Linked DNA regions of Mus musculus: region 1 is linked to region 2. A link is a contact called in public promoter capture Hi-C data. All regions are on one chromosome and are shown on one strand. The core of a region is the stretch at or near the end of the contact, and the rest is flanking DNA. Distances in the headings are between cores, read along the strand shown.

What was found. Promoter capture Hi-C pulls out the DNA fragments that hold promoters and counts their contacts.
Region 1: a promoter capture Hi-C map of embryonic stem cells shows a contact between it and region 2, with 2.6 times the contacts expected there. The contact joins the promoter of Tnnt1 here to the enhancer-like site in region 2. A contact is called at or near these places in 9 of 39 promoter capture datasets (the 3T3-L1 cell line, the C10 cell line, the HPC-7 cell line and 5 more), 4 of 115 datasets of contacts at active chromatin or transcription factors (bone marrow-derived macrophages, embryonic basal ganglia and embryonic stem cells) and 3 of 9 other capture datasets (adipose tissue, liver and macrophages).

What each region holds. Positions count from the first base shown.
Region 1 is chr7:4,513,181-4,517,650 of GRCm38.p6, reverse strand. Tnnt1 (troponin T1, skeletal, slow) reads left to right here and starts at 1,676. Exons shown (of 14, transcript NM_001277903.1): 1 at 1,676-1,720; 2 at 3,272-3,314; 3 at 3,425-3,438; 4 at 3,814-3,840; 5 at 4,038-4,070. The coding sequence starts at 3,283.
Region 2 is chr7:4,002,023-4,006,612 of GRCm38.p6, reverse strand. No RefSeq gene overlaps it. Among named protein-coding and RNA genes, the nearest start is that of 1700095K22Rik, 23 kb to the right of the region's middle. Within about 2 kb of position 2,407, at least 4 of the 459 cell types and tissues checked have an H3K27ac peak or open chromatin away from gene starts, as enhancers often do. A contact at or near this core is called in embryonic stem cells, where this site is marked.

The DNA.
Region 1 (4,470 bases), core at 427-2,926, 510 kb before region 2:
CACCCAACTGCTCTTCCGAAGGTCCGAAGTTCAAATCCCAGCAACCACATGGTGGCTCACAACCATCCGTAATGATGAGATCTGACTCCCTCTTCTGGGGTGACTGAAGACAGCTACAATGTACTTACATATAATAAAAATAAATAAAAAAATCTTTAAAAAAAAAAAAGAAATAGGAAAGCAAGTCGGGTGTGGTGGCACACACACTTTTCATCCCAGCACTCGGGAGGCAGAGGCCACTGGATCTCTGTGAGTTCGAGGCTAGGCTGGTCTACATACTGGATTCCAGGTCGGCCATAGTGAGATCCTGTCTCAAAAAACCCCAAACTAAACTCAAACCAAAACCAACCAACTAACCAACCACCCACCCAACCAGAGAGAGAGAGAGAGAGAGAGAGAGAGGACACAAAGACATGCAGAAGGCTTGAGAAAGAGAGACAGAGAGACACATGGCCCAGACACAGAGGGGCAGAGCCCAAGTGATAAACAGCTTAGAGAAATATACAGACACACCGACCGCCAGAAACACACGGACAAAACCACAGAGAGATCGTGTTAATCCCACCACTGGAAAGTGGTGGCTGGAGGATCAGAAATTCAAGGCTGTACTTAGTTACATAATGAGTTCTAGTCTAATGAGGGCTACATGGGACCTACTATGTGGAACATCTTTCATTTCAAATCTTTTATCTCATTCCCCAAACAAACAAAAACCAAAAGCTATGCAGAATTTCACAGCAATCCAGATGACAGACAATGGACATGTGTGTGTGTGTGTATGTGTGTGCACACACACACATACACAGAGAGAGAGAGAGAGGGAAGAGAGAGGAGAGAAAGATCAAAGAGTCCAAACCCAAGAGGGGAAGAGAAGCCCAGAACACCCACAGAAACAGAACTGCACTGGAGGGAGGCATGGAGGGGGCGAGAAAGCTTGCCTTGCCACCACTAGCTTCCCTGGAGTTCAAGGTCACGGCTTGACTGGGAGTGGGGGTTGGTGGTGGGAGGATACTAAAAATGTTCCTGTTGGTTAGAAAGAGGAGGGGCTGGGAGAGTGAGGGCTCTCCAGTCTGACATCTCATCCCCTCCCCCCTCCCCACACCTGCTTCCCAGCTTTAGCTGCCTGTTGTCACCACGGTGGAATTCTGGTGGTGGACAAAAGAGTGGGGGTAGGGAGGGGGGAGACATTTGGACAGAGACAGAGAGGAGAGAGATGGAGGAAGCGGGGGGGGGGGCATGTGGGGAGGGGGGAAGGACACAGAATATACAGATGGAGGCCAGAGACAGAGGCCATGAGAGAAGTTTGAGAGAAGCCACACAGAGGTAGAAATAGAACCTCACTTAAGACATTCCCCTGGGTCATTAAGCCTCCTTTTCCTGTACTGTTTCCAGTCTTGGGAACTCCAAAGCACTGGGTATTGTTGGGTACTCTAAGAGGGTTTGAGGGGTGGCCTGATGGAGCCTGAGCCCTACGGTGTTTGCTGATGGAAATCCTACAGGGATGTTGAAGCCGATGACAGGTGTTGGACCCCCAAACTGGATGGAGCCAGAGGGGGCAGGGCAGGGCTCTGAGCATGGGGGATGGTGTCTGAATATCGGAATCCTCGCCCCCTCCTCCAACCTGGGGCGGGGCTCAGCACCTAGCTATAAATCCAGGGGGTGCGTCACTGTCCTCAGAAGCCTCAGACTCCCTCTACAGCATCTGTGGACCCAGCCTTAGGTAACTGTCTCTGAGTTCTTAACACTGATGTCTTTGGGGAATGGGGGCCAGGTGTGACAGTGGGGACAGAATATTCTCTTCCTTCCTCCTCCTCCTCCTCTTCCTCCTTCTTTGAGACAGTCCCATTCGGTAGCCCAGGCTGGCCTTGAGTTTGCAATCCTTCTGCCTCCTGAGAGTTGAGATTATAGGCAGCAGCAACCCAGCTAAGCCTGAGCCTTTGGGAAGACTTGGAGTGGCAAAAGTGGAGGGGTAGAATCTGGGGGGGGGGTACATAATCTGGGGCTGCTCTTCTTAACATTGTGGAGGAAGCATTCTGAAGGCAGAGGCATGTGGATCTCTATGAGTTCAAGTCTAGCCTGGTTTACAGAGTTCTGACTAGTCAGGGCAACATAATAATATCATCTCAAACCAAAGCAAAACCAAACAAAAACGGTTCAGAGACTGGGAAATTGTGGAAGGGCAGGTGCCCCGTGAATTAAGCTTTGGAGAGTATGAGGTACGGGGAACTGGGGAGGGCTTAGGGCCAGAAGTCCCAGTGCTCAAGAGGTTGAGGCAGAGGATTTTGAGTTCAGGGCCAGCTGAGAAACAACAATGTCCTGTCTTGGAATACAAACAAAGAAACAGCCAACTATTAGGAACAGTGACACTGTTATTCGTGGTGTCCTAAAAGGGATCCCTGAGTTTGGTTGTCAGGTATTTGAGGATCTTATATCTGGGGGCAGACTGTTCTGATGTTCTGGGAGGCACAAGAATCAGGAATTCAAGGTTATCCTTGGCTACATAGTGAGTCTAAGGCTAGTTTGGGTTATATGAGACCGTGTCTCAACACCACCCTCCAACCCTCTTCCAATCCTGAGGGTCTGAGACTGTTAGTGCCCAGAATTCATGTGCTGGTATGAACTGGGCACCCAACCGAGAGATGCGAAGATTTCTTGGTCTCACACAACAGGGGCATAGGACTGGATCTCAGAATCTGTGGGTAGTGAGCTTTGAAGATCTCAACCTGGGGGCTTTCAGGCCTAGAACAGCAGAGTTTGGATGAGGGGGTCACTGACTTTAGGGTCTCAGGACGAAGCTGCTCTTGATACAGCCATCCCTTTGTGGAATGTAGGGGGAAGGGGAAAGCGGGACAGGATGGGAGGAATCAGGGCTGTGGTAGGAGGGGAGCAGTGGGGCTGGGGTGGGGGGAGCCCCACTTCTCCAACTCCTTATTGGGAAATGTCCTCTGTTTCTTTGTCTGTGACATTCCCCCAAAATAGCACTAGAAGTGGGGCAGCTATTGTCTTTAAATCCTGTCCCTTTTCCAGTATCTACTAATCCCTCCAGGGATCAGGTTCTCATGGACCTGTCCCAGGACAAAAGAAAACAGCTGTGGTGAAGGAGGCCTACTGCCGCCTGCTTGTGGGGCTGCGGCCTGGCCTCCATGGCCTGGGCTGGGCTGGATGCCAGCCTTCCCAGATCCCATTCCTCCTCCATCAGACTCAGGAGTTCAGGCACCAGCCCCCTTCCTTAGGGATCTATCTCACTCAGCCTCCTCTCTCTGGTCTGCAGGTCTCTCCAGGATGTCAGACACCGAAGAACAAGAATATGAGGAGTGAGCAACGCAGTCTGGGGGCTTGGGGGCTTACAATGTGGAGAGATCATCCTATCCCAAGATGGCTAACTGTCCTCTCTTCTCTCTTCTCTCCTTGTTCATGTCTCTAGGGAGCAGGCAGAAGGTGAGTGGGGAGTGGGCTGGCCTAAGGGGTCGGGTAGGCCCTCTGGAGTTCTGACTTGGAGGAAACGGCTCCTGGAGCAGTCTAGCCCCACTTTGGTGTAAGGGTAGGGGTGTGGTATACTGATGCTACTCTCAGAAAACCCCTGGCAGCAACTGGAAATGCTCCCTGTTACATTTGCAGCTGGGGCACAGAGGGTCATCTTGTTAACCCAGTCTCCTATCCAGGACTAGGGCTTGGACCCCAGGTCTGAGGGAGGAGGGAGGAGGCCTGCTCTCCTGGGTCTGAGTGGGGAGTGCTGAGGCTAATCTCTGAGTCTCTGGGACACATTCACTGCTCCAGAGTTCCTAACATTTATGTGTCCCCACTCCTTTCCAGATGAGGAAGCGGTGGAGGAGGAGGAAGGTGAGGCTTGAATCCCACAGGTCTCTTCCTAGGCCTTGGGCTGGGGAGTGGGGGAAGGGACGATATGTTGGTCTGGAGGATCCTGGGTCCACTCTTTAACAGCATCTCGCGTCTCTTCCCACCCCTCTATGCTTCTGTGTGGCTGCCCCTTCCTGCACCTCCCTCCCAATCTTCGCTTCTCCTCCTGCCCCTCCCAGCCCCCGAGGAGCCGGAGCCGGTGGCAGAGCGAGGTAACCATAGCTTCTTCGCCTTCTGGGATTGATTCGGGGTGTCTGGGGACCCCGACATCATCAAGTCCGCAATCCACCATCACCTGATAAGCTCCTGGATAACCAGTCTGGCCCAGCCTGATCCTTTAAGCCCCTAGGGCCCTCCTGCGCCCTCTGGTGGCCGTGAAGGGAAATTGCCTGGCGTGGTTTGTTTTTTTAACCCCTTTCCCTTCCTTAAAGGGAGTGGTGTGCAAGCCTTCGTTCCAATCTTGGAAGAATGCTTACTAGAAAAGCTGAGTGTTGGCGGAAAGGTGCCCCATCTCCTCTCCTTTTGGCCTCTGACCCTGTATGGTTTTTTGTTTTTTTGTTTTTTTTTTCGAGACAGGGTTTCTCTGTGTAGCCCTGGCTGTCCTGGAACTCA
Region 2 (4,590 bases), core at 1,158-3,657:
CCGGGGACCCTAGATTGCACTCCTCACCCCTGGAGCAGGGTACAATGGCTTCCAATACCCTGATGCCTGCCTGGAGCTGGCATGGGGAAAGCACAGTCAAAACTCCTGAGTCCTGCCTCCACCAGCAGCCTGAGCCCTGGTGCAATGCGGGCCATCACTTAACCTACAAACCATAAATATATCAAGACAGTTATAGATGATTTCGGTAGCAACACATCACTTATCTACTTTGATTGCACATATTCAGCTATGACAAGTGAACAATACATATAGGTTTAATCTAGCTTGTAATCTAGCTTGTAACCTTGCTTCAGCCAATTGCAAAAGACATCAGTACATGAAACTAAGAATTTCTGTAACTTACTTGTGGAGGTCCAAATGTTGTTTGGATTTCAGTACCTCCATTCCTGTGATATAGCCCTGTGAGCTCCCTCTTCCTGGTTGAAGAGTCTATCCTTCTACCACAGGGCAGACAGAGCAAGCTGAGCCACTGGACCATGTCCCCATCATATTCCATATACATCAAGGTCTTGCAGAGAGTATGCGAATGAAGAGAGATCAGAGAAACAGAGAGGAAGGGAGACACAAGCCTAAGATCCCATTCACTGTATAGCCCAGGAGTGCCAAATTTCTACGGGGAGGGGCCATTCATACCCACAAGCATCTACCAGCCTAATGTCCTGAGCCAACCCTGAGGACATCTGAGTGTGTGTAGCTCTCTAGTGTGTCATTGAAAGTTGGAGAAAAGTGGATTTAAATGGGGTCATCTGGAGGTTGTTTGATTCTTTTCAGCTTTCTATTACAGAGGAGAATACTCTCATTGGGAAAGGATCCTGATTAGAAAGTTTGCAAGTTTCATGTCACACTTGTTCTCTGACTTTTGACCCCCAGCTGAAGGAACCTGGGCAGTGTATATTTTTCTCACTAGCATTTCTCTTTCAGGATTCTGACTGGGCTGGATCACTCACATGAAGGATGGAGAGTCATATCTACGTGATTCTAACCCCTCCCCATCAATGGCCATAGTAGATAGTAGTTGCATGTATTTGAAGCCTTCTTAAAAAACCCACTTTAAGCCACATGACTATCACACAATAGTCTCCTCCTCCAACATACTATAAATTTTGCAGGTTTCTCATCTACACATACCTGATCTTTCACCCTTGTCTTTGGTGCTGTATCAGATAACAGAGTCTTCTTTGATTCCCTTTTATGTTCACCATCACTTATTAAAAACCAGAATCCAGGTAACTTAGCCATACATTTCTTGACCTCGCCCATCTCTCTTGCTGGTCTCCTTCCTACAAAGTCTGAAACCTCAACAGGGATTCTGTGATAGCAACAGTAGGTTCCCAGAGATGGAGGCTCCTTCTTTTCTCAGTCTTTGTTCTTACACACTCATATTAAACTCATATTTTAATTCACAATGCCACTGCAGCTCCAACCATCACATGTATCTGCATAGTAGACAGAGAGCAAAAATTTTTATGAGTTCTTGAAGGTATCCCTAGCAAGGCTCCATCTCTTTAGCACAGTGTAACTGTAAGCCTTACATGAACCGGGTACTCCTGAAAGGCAGGCTGGGGCTGAAAGAGACTAGATAGCGAGAAAAGAATGAGGCTAAGACAAATTTTTCTCTGATCAAGACCCCAAAGTTTACTAAGAGTCTGTGCTTATAAAGAGGGGAGGCCAATCCCCCGCCAATCCATTCTTGGTGTCTGGAGCCAGCCTGTAGGCGACATGCAGGATAGGATGTGTCTCTGGAATGTCTCAAGGTCTCTCAGCAGGTAGCAGAGTCTTGGAGAACAGTGGTAGTTGACATAATATAGCCATCATAATATAGCTACACTCCAGGTGATCTTATATTCAGTGGCAGCCTGCTTCAAAGCTGAGGGAGGCTACAATTCCTCCCTAAATATATACTAAAAATTAGCTGGACTGAGGCATAAAATTATTTTTATGCTCCATAGTCCTGCCTGGGAGTTATGGTGGCTGGCGGCCGTGCCTGGCTTGGGATATCTCTGATTTTCCCGAACTATTCTTATCTGTCAACTATTCTTATCTTATTCTTATGCAGCTTGTTTGTGTTTATTTTACACCAACATGGCTCTGTGGTGTATTATTAATAAACCACGGCCTCTTGGCATATACCTCTGTCTTCGATTGATATAGTTCTGAAATCTGGTTGCCCGACATTGACTGAATGGCCCTCATACCACACCTTATTCCCAAATCAGACCAAAGCCACAATATATACTCAATATGCTTCTTCATATCAATGAATTTCTGCCACCTGTACTTGCTAGAGGCGGGGCTGCATGCTTGCTGAAAACAGGCTGTAAGGCGTTGACTGATCTGCTTGAAAAAACAAAGTCAGTTGAAAAACAACAGGATAAAAGCTTCTTCCGGGAAGTCCAGGTACTCTATTCAGTTGCAAATTAGCAATGAACAAGCTTAGACTCTGACCTTTCAGTGTAGGAGAGGTGACTCTGAGAATCAACAGAAAGGCTGTAAATTCTCTGGAAATGGAGGCTGAGCTCCAAATAACTTTTTCAACTAAAAAGGATTTTTAGCCATCATCGAGGTTAGAATCATACTTACTAGAAGATTCAGGATCTGTGTCCACTTGACGAACCAGTCTTTCAGGCAGCCATTGAAAGGAAATAAAACTTGAAACCTGTGACTCATGTAATGTATGTCAAAAAGCCCAAAGAGTTGTTTGTGAGCTTTAAAACCTGGGGCTGAGAACATAGCAGAACAGGCCAAGACATGCCCAGGCAGGCCGTTACAAGATGGCGCTGACATCCGTTGCTCGTAGTAAAATGTGCGCAGGCGTCAGGGTATCGTTCCATTACCTGAGCCCTGCCTTTCTCGTGGCGTTAACTGACTGATAGTGGGCAGCCAATCCCAGTGGTGCACATCTCCAACCATTTTTTCGCAGCCTATAAAAGGGAAGGGTTTTCTGCTCTCTGGGTCTCCTCTCCTGAAGCTGATCATCTATCTCTCGAGATGTATTAAAGCTGTACTGCAGAAGGATCCGAGTGGCCTGCATGCGTTTTGCTGGCGAGACGGTAGAGTGGGTCAGCTAGAGAAATGTAATTTATCATGATCACATCTAGTCAAAGCAACAGGATCTGAAATTAAGGCCTCTCCTATTAGAGCTCTGTCGATGAAATCATTGCCTGCAGCAAAAGGTACAGGAAGACCAGAATGTGCTCGTATATGACCAATATAAAACAGATGTTTTTGGGCAAGAATGATATTTTGCAATTGTGAAAACAGAGATCCTTCTTGCATATTAAAGTTAAATGTACCACAAGTCTCCAATAAGGGAATCGATTGTGCAACATATAAACTATTAGTAAAAACATAAAGAGCATCATTTACAGGCTGAAAAACATTCAGTACTGCTGTCAACTATGCTAACTGAGCTGAGAGGCCAGGAGTCTCTATGACTACTTGTTGATTATTCATGAGATATCCAGCTCACCCTTTAGAGGAGCCGTCAGAAAAAAATCAAAAGAACATTATACAAAGGCTGTAAAGAAGTCACATTAGGGTTTCTGGATCCCTCATAGACTAGTCTGTGCAGATGAGAGTGTGGACTACAGAAGCTGCACAGATTCTGCAACAGACAGAAGTGACACAGCTGCTGGGGCAGACCCTGTTTTGGGCTACAGACATCCAGGCACCTTCCCCACCGGAGTAGGGGTGTCCACCCGCCTGGGAGGGCTTTGCCGGAGCACTTGGGGGAGCCATCTCTGGTCCTGGATCTCTGAGGGACTAGTCTGTGCAGGTGAGAGTGTAGACTACAGAAGCTACACAGCTTCTGGGACAGGTCCTGTTTTGGGCCTTCATGTTCACCAAGAGGCAGGTCCGAACACCAGATAATCTGTGCACCTTCCCTGCAAGAGGAGAGCTTGCCTGCGGAGAGTACTCTGAACACTGAAACTCAGGAGAGAGCTAGTCTCACAGGTCTGCTGGCAGAGGTTAACAGAATTATGGGAGGAGCAAGCTCCAAACAGAGACAACTATAACAACTAACTCCAGAGATTACCAGATGGCAAAAGGCAAATGTAAGAATCTTACTAACAGGAACCAAGACCACTCACCATCATCAGAACCCAGCACTCCCACCTGAGCCAGTCCTGGATACCCCAACACATCCAAAAAGCTAGACTCGGATTTAAAAGCATATCTCATAATGATGGTAGAGGACATCAAGATGGACTTTAATAAATCACTTAAAGATGTACAGGAGAAGCCTTGAAGATATGGGCACAGGGGGAAAATTCCTGAATAGAACAGCAATGGCTTGTGCTCTAAGAGCAAGAATAGACAAATGGGACCTCATAAAATTGCAAAGCTTCTGTAAGGCAAAAGACACCGTCAATAAGACAAAAAGACCAACAACAGATTGGGAAAGGACCTTTACCTATCCTAAATCAGATAGGGGAATAATATCCAACATATATAAAGAACTCAAGAAGGTGGACTCCAGAAAATCAAATAATCCCATTAAAAAATGGGGCTCAGAGCTGAACAAAGAATTCTCACCTAAGAAATACCCAATGGCTGAGAAGCACCTGA